2 separate regions of the Bombyx mori genome follow, and region 1 is linked to region 2. A link is a contact called in public Hi-C data. All regions are on one chromosome and are shown on one strand. Each heading gives the region's core, a stretch centred on a gene start, on an enhancer-like site or on the middle of the called end of the contact. The rest is flanking DNA. Distances are from core to core; before and after follow the strand shown. Region 1 holds the start of LOC134199506. Region 2 has its middle 8.1 kb from the start of LOC134199507.

The links. A called contact is a pair of places that touch in the nucleus more often than the background predicts.
Region 1: a contact with region 2 is called in a Hi-C map of whole pupa, with 4 times the contacts expected there. The contact joins the promoter of LOC134199506 here to the enhancer-like site in region 2. A contact is called at or near these places in 3 of 7 Hi-C or Micro-C datasets (midgut and whole pupa).

What each region holds. Positions count from the first base shown.
Region 1 is chr10:7,837,246-7,843,599 of ASM3026992v2, reverse strand. It overlaps LOC134199506, which reads right to left and starts at 4,904. Exons shown (of 2, transcript XM_062670562.1): 1 at 3,324-4,904; 2 at 370-1,911. The coding sequence starts at 4,493. The coding sequence ends at 1,672. E75 (nuclear hormone receptor E75) reads left to right here. Exons shown (of 5, transcript NM_001043577.1): 5 at 1-196.
Region 2 is chr10:7,787,429-7,793,659 of ASM3026992v2, reverse strand. No RefSeq gene overlaps it. Among protein-coding and RNA genes, the nearest start is that of LOC134199507, 8.1 kb to the right of the region's middle. Within about 2 kb of position 3,694, at least 7 of the 8 cell types and tissues checked have open chromatin away from gene starts, as enhancers often do.

The sequences.
Region 1 (6,354 bases), core at 3,655-6,154, 49 kb before region 2:
GGCGCCGAACGAGGAGAGCGCAATAGACTGAAAATTAACATAATTTAAGACTATATAAGTGTAATTTATAATACAATGCAGCGCCGGTCGTGGTGTGTTTGTGTGTATTGTATGTGCGTATGTGAGCGTGCTCAGTCATTTGTTTGTTAATATAATGACAGGTTGTCGAATTAAATAAAACAAATTGTAAGAATTACTCCTGCCTATTATTTACAACTACCCCTATATAAATTTATTACTAAATATAGGTAAAAACAAAAGACAGAACACAATAAGTTATATCTGAAGTCTTCATCTATGATATTTCTTATTTGACATTTACACTATTCACACTTGATAGAAAATACAGTATAGAATAAAAAAAAGTGATTTTAAAATCAAGTTTAATGTTATCCAAATAAATCATTTAATATTATCGAACTTAAATTAAAAAAGATGGTCTGAAAGTACATTTTTTCTCACATTCATCTTTTTTCGATCTACTTAATTTCAATATAAACACTGGTTCTGCGACCTGTGATCATTATGATCTCCGACACAAGAGAAACTATTTTGTGGTCTCGGATATCACAACAAACAAACAGCGCAAAAGACATAAGTCCGAATTAAATTCAAGACAAAATATTTTGGTGAAATGAAGGTATCGCAAAAAAGAACAAAAGTCTGATCAACTAAAGTGATTTAACATGAAGTATAGAGGTAAAAGACTAAAAAGTAACGATTGAAGGGCGTGGGGTCGTCGACCCAGGACGGTCGAGGGCTACGCTTTCGAACGAACGTTACCGTTTCGAAGCAGATTATTCTAGAGAATGAATAATATTTTTAAATTTATAAAAAAATATTCATTGTTTGTAAATAAAATTAGAAACGGTGAATTTTGACAAGATTTAATTAGGTTTACAAACTTTTTTTTTTCCTACCTAAGCTGAGAGCCTTGAGAGGCTATATCAGCGTAACCTTAACTAGTAGGTGAGCTCACGGGGCTCAAACCTGACGACGTTGCTAACACGAACCCTAGTAAGAGCCGTGCTTCGCAGAATCTACCACCGGATCGGAAACGCGACCCACTCAGAAAATCCGGCGAGAAACTGTGGGCTGTGTCTGAGGGTTCATATACTCGTCGAGCCCTTTGTCGCAAGTGACGGGTTTACAAACAGTTTTAAAGTCAAATCTCGAGGATGTTTCATTCCTTTTTTTTCTAAAATAAATGAACACCTAATAACATACATAGATTTAATGTTCTGTAAATTGAGATAATAGTAAATTTCACAACACTGATTCACGAATAATAGACATGAAAATTTAGGCATAGCATTAAAATATCACGAAATAATACTTTCAAATTTTTAACATTCAACAGTAATAATCATTGTCTATTATTAACTTAAATGTTTCACGTATTCAATTTTTCCTATGTAAAGACAACCGATACAGTTTATAGGTATAATAAAATAAGCATTAGAGCGGCAATTAAGGGTTTTCGAATTAAGAATTTTAACACTACAAGTCCGACTGGCGGGCTTTTGTGAGTTTTCGTGAGTTCGTTGTTCCGGGCTGTTGGCGAAGATGATATATAAATAATGTTTACACTGATTTGGTATGAGGTTTTAATATAAAAAGCGACACAATAACTAACAAAATACAAAATGAGTTGAGAATCGAACAGTTACACTAAGACTCGCAATATCTTACTGGTCGTCGTCGCGCGCGCTGAGGGCGTGTGTTTTCGCGCTCAGAGAGCTCTGTCTCAGCGGGCGGTAAGGCGGCGGCGGGGGCGGTATCGCACGTTCGGAAATTACGTTCCGTTATATCCTCCCCCTCCGAGTCACTAGAACGCCTCGTTAGTGGCTCGGCAGAAACAACAAGACGGGGCCGTCCACGCAGGCGTCGAGGCTGTACTGGAGCTGAGACCTGACCGGTTTGATTACGATACAGAAACATGAAATTTCCCTAAAACCTGCGAATTCAAATCAGTAACCTCATAGGTAGTAGGACTAACGATATTACTAATCTGGTAGGGTCCGTCACGCTTAGGCATGAACTTCTTCGTTCTACCTTTGGCGGCATCACTTAACAAGTGCGTAGAGAGAAGGACTAGATCACCTACTTGGTAACTGGGACCAGAGAACTGAATTTTGTCGGTTTGCTACTTCCTATCATCCTGATGATGTTCAGCGTAAGGCATTGGGGCTCCCCCTGGTCTGAAGACATCCTCGTTGCACTGCAGAAAAGAAGCTAGGCGGTTAACGCTCTGGAGGACACAGCATAGTTCCCTCGTCTTCTCTTAAGAAATCAGCAGCAGAACAAGGCGTGAGGTCACTAGGGTACTCGAACTCCAATGGAAAAACTCGTTCAGAACCATGGTAGCGCCATGTCGAAGTATGGAAGTCGATGGCTAAACCAGCTGCTACTAAAAAGTCTACACCCAATAATGTGTCATTATCCTGGGCGTCCGGAAATACGACAAATTCCATGGGAATAACTTTACACGGTAATAACTTCACGTCAAGTGTCGTTGTCAGCATTTGTCGTGTTTGCATTGAACCATCGGCGAGCTTAACACGCATAGAACTACGCACAAAAGGTTGATTGTGCTGTTGCAGTAGGGTGTAGAGCGAAGAACCGGCAACAGTTCGCTTGGCTGCGGTGTCGATTAAACCCCTACCTCGGATTCCTAAAATCTCTATACCTAAAATAGGTCGTCGCGCGTTGCCATTTTGCGAAGAAGTTACAGACGAAAAGGTGACAAAACTATCACAATTAAAATTTGTGGTCCCTTTAACCGGTGCACAACTTTCCAGGTTGTGTCCTGAAAAAATTTTGGTCACCCTACTTTTATTATCGAATTTCTGGTTTTGTCCTGAAAAAATCATGGTCGCCCTAGTTGGTAACGGACCACGTGATGGACACTGACGAGAACGTTTCGTTTTCCATTTATGTCTATTATTTACGACGCACTGATTAACACAAAATTCCCTAGGAGATACTGATTTCAATTCGCTAGGTACATGAGTGCGGTTAAAACACTCCCCCTGCTTAACAGGACGAGATAAGTATGTAAACAAAGGCGTATCATCGGAACGCGGCAAATTTGAAACAATTTGTTTATCAACACGTTTATGGGACGAGTTTACATTACATTTACGGGCAAAATTATTATTTACGGGGGGTGTACTTACATTATTACATGATACCAAACTTATCTGAGCAGTGTGTAGCGATGAATTAACATAATTTGGGCGCTCGGTATGAACACTACTGGATAAAAACAAGTCAGGTACAGCCCCAGTAAAAACCATAGGTAAACTTGCCAAATTACTCACCTGGGCGGACGGCTTACCAACAGCTGATGTCTCAGCGGTCGTTGTACCTCGCGATCGCGTTCGCGGTATTTGAATAAAATCGACCGCGCTAAAATTTGAACTACATTTGGAACAATTAGAACGTATGACTCCGCTCGCGCCGCAACCGTAACATTTAATATTATTTACTTTACTAACTACGTTATCGTTACTGTCATTCGCGGTTTGTTTTAATAACAATTTACGACACTGATCACGCGTATGACCGTAACTTTTACAATAAACACAGTATCGACGTTTCTCGGGTTTTTCGGCGGTCGGAGTGGCGTCGGCGTTATCGCCTGACGAACGTTGGCGCGGGGAAACTTCTACAGCGGCCGTAGGTACACGCTGCGTTGCAGGCCGCGGCGGCTCGAGTCGAGCGCGGGCGGCGGCGGCACCCTTTGATGTCTCGGCGACGGCGTTTGAAGTATGCGCTTCTTTCGTAGAATCCTCAATACTTCGTGCTTTTTGCAGGAGAACATTGAAACTGGTGATTTCCTCTCTACGAAGGCGTTTACGAATTTTATGATGCAGTAATCCGTATATCATATCAAGCTCCACTTTTTCACATAGGTCGCCTCGAGGTAGCTTCGCGAGGAGTGCTCGAGCCCTGGCGACAAACAGATCGGTTTTCTCCATAGGCTGCTGGCCGTCTGCGAATAGGTCGACATAAATTCTGTGGGGTGGGCGGCGATCACCAAAAGCACTTCGTAGATTTGAGATGACGTCTTCCCATGTAGAAACTTGATGCTTGATACCCTGCCACCAGGTAGCGGCGGTGTGTGTAAGCAACATGGAGATGCCTTTTACGGCTACGTCATCGGGAACATTGGCGGCGTCTCTGTACGATTCTATTGCGTCGATAAAACCTTCTACTGACTCGTCTGCGCGTCCGCTGAATACAGATTTGCAGCGGCTGAAGTTGTTGGCGGGCCGATGGTCGAATGTAGGAGTCGCCGACTGCCTGACGCTATCTAACAGCTCCCGGAACGCGTCTAGCTGCGTTCGTTGAAGGGTGTCGATCAGCATGGTGATGTCTTCCGGGCGGAAGCAAACACTGGCGGGCGGCGCGTCACTCGACGGCGCGTGGGGCGGCGACGCGGCTCTCGCGTCGCGCTCCTCGGAATTGGGCATCTTCTTCGGCGGCATTATTTAACGACGGTTTAGTCGGTAAAGTCAGGAAAACACAAATCGTTCATGTAGGCACAATACTTTCATATATCACTTCACAGCTAAACGTTCGGGCGCCATTTTTAACACTACAAGTCCGACTGGCGGGCTTTTGTGAGTTTTCGTGAGTTCGTTGTTCCGGGCTGTTGGCGAAGATGATATATAAATAATGTTTACACTGATTTGGTATGAGGTTTTAATATAAAAAGCGACACAATAACTAACAAAATACAAAATGAGTTGAGAATCGAACAGTTACACTAAGACTCGCAATATCTTACTGGTCGTCGTCGCGCGCGCTGAGGGCGTGTGTTTTCGCGCTCAGAGAGCTCTGTCTCAGCGGGCGGTAAGGCGGCGGCGGGGGCGGTATCGCACGTTCGGAAATTACGTTCCGTTATAGAATCTAATTAGAATTTTAGTTGGCTGCACTAGTGATGATGACAGATAAAAGTAATGTGTCAATCAATAGTTCTAGTAAATTACAAGAAAAAAAAACTACAAAAGATATTCTGGATTAAAATCCTGATTAGACAATAAAACCCGCACACGTGTTATAAAGAGATCCTAATCTACATTTTAGCACTGATATAACATTGTCACATGCTCGAAGGAATCAGTGGCCTTCCACTGGTGCGATCCGATGTGATCCCTTGATTACAACAAGGTATTAATTACATTATTGTACATAAAAAAATATATTTCACTATTAACTAATTCGAGTAAGCACATATTAATGACACTTTTTAACTTATTTCTGTGTACCTTAATAGTCTATCTCATTATGGAGGAGTAATAAGTGGATTATTCTCGTAAAAAAGACAAAATATACGCTGACTTAAAAGGCCGTCTATTAACGGCTGTATCCTACAATTACATTAATGGAATATTAGGGTAGTATGTCATTTTTTCTTCGTATTCGAATGAGTTTTCTTACAAAATATTTAAACATTGCTTCTTGGTGTGTATAAACACAACCCACTGAGTTTCTCACCGGATCTTCTCAATGGGTCCCGATTCTGATCCTGTGGTAGATTCAGCAAAGCACTGCTCTTTGTAAGTATTAAGAAGACCTCCCAGGTTTAGCGCCGTGAGCAGCTTTTATGAAATGTATTGTAATAATACATGTGAGGTATTTTTAGATTACATTTCAAGAGTAAAAAGCATCTTTCCTTTTCTTGTCAATTGTTAATAATAAATTAAGCACTTGACGATAATTTAAGTTTCTCACAATTTATTAAAATGTCAAAACTGTTCAAGACTTCTTCAACTGCTAGATTAGCATATAGAAATAAAAAAAATTATTAACTGTTTGACTATATCTTTTGAAGATATATTACGCTCTTCGAGAATATTCGATCATGGCGACGACGTATATATATATACCACTAGTGTTAAAGTATGACATTTTTGTAGATGTAAGAGGACCATTTCCAGTGTCGGAAATATAATAAACAAGGGATTATAAGTATTTTAAATGGAATTCCTGTTGACGCGGGTCGCTTTAGACGCTTATACGGGATAGACAAAGACGGCTTTTGTATTGTATCACCTTATAACGAATTTTCTTCGCGATTAAGGATTTGTTCTTACTCGAACAATAGGTAGTGTCATCACATTACAGGGTAGAGGGTTAAATGTGTCTACAGTGGCCTGGGGACGTCATTCATATAGAAAATGCACAAGAGTGGGTACAGAGAGCCTCCTTGAGAGAAAGCTTGGGAACCAAAACACCGCCATTTATCGTATATTGACGTTAACTCTGTTTTTTTTCAATTTAAAATTTAATACCTCCTTTGACCAATAAGCATTGTTTTAAGTTAAGCCATAACATTAATATTAC
Region 2 (6,231 bases), core at 2,445-4,944:
GTAATACTACTAAACGACTATTTATTTTAAAAGAGAATTATATAGATTATATAGAAATATATAGAAACGGCCGTCTGGTGTAGTGGTAAGTGACATGGTCACTACACAAGGGGGTCGCGGGTTCGAATCCCGCCAAGAGAAGATATTTGTATGATAAATATAAATGTCTTTTCCAGGGTTATGGATGTATATTAAATATATGTATGTGTATAATAAAAATCTTATATTTATTTCCGTTATCTGGTACCTGTAACACAAGTTCTTTACGAACTTATCACGAGACCAGTTAACGTGGCGTGATTGTTAGTAAATATTTATATTTATATTTTATTTTTTTATTTTATATTTTAAACATTTCACTTACAAATAAATAGTGTATGTTTAATTGAAACTACGAGTATGTCTAATAATTTCGTACTCTGTAATTTGGTGTTTGGTTAGACAATCATGTTAATCATTTGTCATGATTATGACGATAATCTTACCTTAGTTAGAGACATTTTATAATTCAGTCTTACAAATAAGCAATTATGTTTTAAACCCCCAAAAATAACTAAAATTTTACGACTTATAAGTTCGATGCTTTGAACATAGTCACAGAAGTCTGCTCGGACTGACATTAGCCAATCAGTAAAGCAAGGACAAAATAAAATCGTAAAACTGTTTTTAATTAATAATCTCTATAATTCGTGAAAGTCTACCAAAATAAAAATAAAAAATTTTTTGACGACTTTTATTTACATCAAATTGCGATACAACAAATAAATATCTGCATAGATACCCCGATTTAATTTCAGATGAAGGTCAAAATATCTGACGTACATTATGCAGTGCTCTGTATGACCTTTGTTTATGGACACTCATTGTTTTTTTTTTCGACGAAATCCTTGTGAATAATGAAATGTGTCCTTAATAAATACATTTGTTTAAACAAAGCTGAATAGAAAATGTGGTTGCAATATTGAAGGTTAAAAAGAATTACTCATAACTACATTTGAAAATTAGTCTTCATCGATTAATAGATTTGCAAAGATAAGAGACAAAAAAAAAACATATTAAAATTAATTCGAACGCCTCAATTATTATAAAATTGTATAATAACAAAATAAACATATATATGACCCGAAATAAAAATTTCCTTGTTTTTCATTCGTCGTTGAATGAAATAGAATTATTTTAACTTAAGATTCCTATTACGTAAATTCATAATGTACATATTATTATACATGCTTGTGTCGTGTTAGCATATTCTGCAACTTTATCATGTTACACGCGCAATGGTTTATGTGCAACAAAGACATTGTGTTCCACAGATAATAAGCATTTCTCGTCAATGTTGTATCAAGATAAAGTTGTTACGGTCTGAGATAAACAACATTAGAACGCATGTCGTATTTTCTTCTGGCGATTTACCAGAAATTGTTCCTCACATTTCGGTTATTTATAGAAAGACAAACATCGAAAATTGCATTTCGGTGCAAGTACTTTTTAACTTTACACGTTCTTTTTACACACACTGTTTCAATTAAACATATATTTTTGTTGCACTACATGAACGTTATGTTTTAAAAGTAATGACGTAACCATTGTGTACATATAAATCGATGCCTCCAATGAACACTACGCTAACTCCAAATTCGTAGATTTACAGGAGGAGCATTTAAACGAAAAAAGTTGATAAAATATTTATTATTGCAGATATATTTATGGTTTTTTTGTGTAGCTAGCTGATTTACTCTTGCTTTGAACCCCATTAATAATGATTAATTGTAATACTTTTAACACCGTGAAGCGATTTGCGTGTAAAACGAAAATTTCAAAATTTTGAGTTAGAGTAGTGTTCATTGGAGGCATCGAAATATAAGGGAGAGAAAGATAGAGAAAGAGAGAAAGAGAGAGAAAGAGATAGGGGTCTTATCGCCAAAAGCGATCTCTTCCAAAGAACAGACAGAAATTCTAAAGATACAGCAGGTATATTGCGGTGTACTATTAACAATATCTAAAGAGTGTGTTTTATCAATATAGACCAAACCATTACTAAAATTAAAGCATTACTAAAGAAAATACATATATGTATACAATAAATAGATACATATATGTATTTCTACGTTTTACATTATAATATGGAATCACTAAATGAATAAATTTACTACTAAAATTGATTTTAAACAATATTTTTAAACCATTAAACACCTGTAATAAAAATATAGGAGGAATAGGCAATTATTGTATATTCTAAAATACCTATTTGATATGGAGAATATAACTTTCTGTACTGTAAATATAATGTCTTTAGTCCTTAGATAGGAAATTTTAATCTTTTATTGTATTTCCGCTCTTTAAGCAGCCCTATATGGTCACATAGTCCTTAAAGGCTCCGGGTTGTCAAGCACAATACATATTTCCGTTTATCAATAATTAAGTGTGTAGTGGATTACTTCAAATTTGTTTTTTTTTCATAATGATTGCTTTACTAGTTTTATCGGGATTACCTGATAACATTTTTAGTTATTTATAAATACACTAATAAATTATAAAAATGTTTTCACAGCCATTATAATTTGGTACAATTACGTTTACGGATGTGTAAAAATTTTCTAAGCTATGTAATATTTTTACGAACTAAAAAGTACATGATAAAGCTTTTTAGTAACGCCTATTAAATGATATTATATTCCTTGGGAAACTTCTGTGGATATAATAATATAATTACGTAAATTCTTTATCCCACTATAATCCTCAATATTAGCTAATTTATAAAAATATTAACTATACTGAGACCTTAAACTCGAGGTGGGTGGCGCATTTACGTTGTAGATGTCTATGGGCTCCAGTAACCACTTAACATCAGGTGGGCTGTGAGCTCGTCCATCCATCTAAGCAATAAAAAAAAAATATTTTATTTCTCAATTTTTACTACTACATATGTGTCAATTTTGTAATTTTGATTTCGAAAGATTGTTAGATTCATTCTTGATTGAACACGTTTCTTCTTATTATTTCTTTGATTTGTAAATAATTGAAAATATTATCTATTAAGCTGATAATAAATTTTAGTGCGTACTTAATTATTTTGGTACATCTTGCCTATATCTGCCGTAAAGCAATCAAACCCGATTAGAAAAACTAGTCTGAAAAGCTGTTGAAATTTTAATGTTGTGTTACAATGATAATTGGGTATAGGTACTATGGTTTGACTGTCCATCTTTACTAATAGGGACGTCCGACACTATACTATAATATGTATTTACAATAATTTCTTCTAACTAATATTTTCTTCTTAGTCGGTCTTGTCATAGTGGTCGTGGTTACGCTGATGATGTAAATGCAGTACTATGTATGTACGCAGTATGTAGTTATTATGTATTAATTAACCATTTCCTTATATTTAAATATAAACAATTATAATAGTTATCCTATATTCCTTGAACCTAGCTTTTTTCGTTTCCTGCCCTTTACTTAAATGTTTTTTTTTTCTATTTAGTTGTCACTTATCTGAATAAATATTACCTTTAACCATACATGAGATAAACAATAAATAAATATTATAGTAATGAATTGACCGATAAAAATACGGGCTCGTCTTTCAAACAGGAGAGGTCGGATAATATTACTTCAAGGTCTGTTGACGGGCTGACCTCGGCGTATCGGTCGCGGAGGACAGACGGTCGCAAATATTTGCGCGCGCGAGAGGCGAGCGCGGTAGCAGCGGGGGGCGGCGGGGCGGGTGACCTTGCCGACGTCTGCCGCGCGACCTTGATCTTGAGACGACCGCGACACTGGCGCCCTCACTGCTCAACGTATCTGACATAGACTCCCTTTCCTGCCTAACCTTATACTATTTCAATCAGTAGCAATCATATGCAATTAATTATTTAAATACATAAAAAAAATCAATTAAGAAATACGCGCCGATAGTTATTGCAATATGAATCTTCTCGATTACATCTAGATCTGACCTCGCTTTTGCTTCTCTATTCCTCCACTTCATTTATGATTTCATAATTATTATTATTTTGGAATACATATTGGGTAGTGTGTGTAAATTAAAATCGTTGCATTCGGAACGTATTGATAATGAGTAACAGGAAACAGTAATAAAAATGAAGTCACATCTAACCTTACAAATAAAACGAAACATTTCAGAATAATTTTCGAAGACTTTTTAACGTTTAACGTATGGTACACAACGAGTCTTAAAATATCTGAGTTAATAGTTCTTAGTATTAAACCAAAGAGATATTAAATATATTTCATTTACAGCTATCAAGACAATAGTAGATATATCAACAGATTATCTGATGCACTAACAAACAACCACTTACAAATATTATACAGTGTGAAAAGAAAGAACTGTAGTTATAAATAACTATATATAAACTAGTACTTGCCCAAAATACTTTCGGTTTGTCGAATCGTAATCAATCCTTGTAGTGGGGCTTTGTAAACGAGATTTGGCTGTGCAGTCGGTTTAATGAATATGATTAGTTTTTGCATGTAGTAATCAAAATTCGCTTATGATCCAGCGATACCGTGCGAGTATTAAAAGCGAATAGTCGCTGATTCCGCTATAGATATTCTTTGTTCTGCAGTCGTATTTTATTTTTATTACGAAACTTAAAACTTATACTCAAATGTTAACTCAATATTTATATGTGAAAATTAATTTTCGTGGTTCTTTCTACCTTCGTTGCAATGAGGATAAGTTTTAAATGCGTTGCGTGCTCCAAATACGGGAAATATCGAGACGCTCCAATAGAATGTTTGAAACTGCAGGCTTCTAATTTACATATCAAGTCTCACTTAAAAAAAGTTTACAGCAGTAGATATTTGTAACCCAATGTCAAGGATGCCGATTCAGATCCAGAAGACTCGAGATGCCGATATAAGATACCGTCAACGAACGCGAATCCAATGGGACCACTAAACAACAGTCCAAAGAGGCGATTAAAGCATGATAATTTACAATAACCATTAATTATTACTAATTATTCAGGTGCGCTACTTATGGATAATAGCCTTGACATCGTTGCTTAAGTCTTTCAATACGGTTTCGAAGATTAATGCACACGTAATAAACGACCTATCGCAACCTTACACATATGCACTATACTACACAAAATGATAAAGTATTAAAAGAGGCCTGCTCTTGGAACGTAAGTGGGGTAATGGGACCCACTGAGACACCAATCAAATTCAAATAACAGGTAGCAATTTTTATAATAAAACTAGCTGACCCGGCAGAATTCGTAGTGCCTCAATCGATAAAAAAAAAGTCCTGAATTTTATTTAATTCCGAGCATTTTCATATTTATGTACCTTTTAAACCTTCTCTGGACTTCCACAAATAATTCAAGACCAAAATTAGGCAAATCGGTCCAGCCGTTCTCGAGTTTTAGCGAGACTAACGAACAGCAAATAATTTTTATATATATAGCAGATACATACTAAATATGTGTTGGATATTGACATTCACAATTAAGGAATAATATCATCTACTTAATAAAATAAATTCCACAAATGTTGGGTGATTAGCTGACACTCGAGTTGTTGGTTGCTCGAAAAGAACCTACTTCTGCAGCAAAACTATCGTGCGTTTGAATTTAAAGTGGGACAGATGCTACATTTATTTATTTGGAACCTTATGTCTTTCCACCTTATGTCTCAAGGTGAGCGATAATCGTTTTGTAACGTCTATTAACTGTGTCTATTGACGACTGTTTGACATCAGGTGGACCGAGAGTATCATCTGCCAAAAAACACACGTGTGCAGTTCACACGCGGTATAAATGAAAGCTTTAGAGTATGCTACCTCGCCGGATCTTCTCAGCGGGTCGCGATTCCGATCCGGTAGTAGATTTATTCGCGAAGCTATTGCTCTCGAGCTGTTAGGTCTCCTTCGGAAGCGCTCGGGCTATTGTTAGCAAATCCCACCCCTCCTGGCTGAGCCTTTGCTCGCCCACCTGTCCTGGTGAAACTGGAAAGGCCTCGGGGCCACCAGTAATCTTTCAATCATAAAAAAAAAATATGCTACCTAGCTTATAGACACAACACACTAAGTTTCTCCCCGAATCTCCTCAGTGGGCCGCTATTTATACCCGGTGGTAGATTGACCAAAGCACTGCTCTTGCTAGGTCTAGTCTTAATAAGTCCTCTTAAGCCGAGTCTCGTGAGCTCACCTACCAATCCATGCGGAGTGGAAATAGTCCGTTAAGTTACCAAAGATTTGAT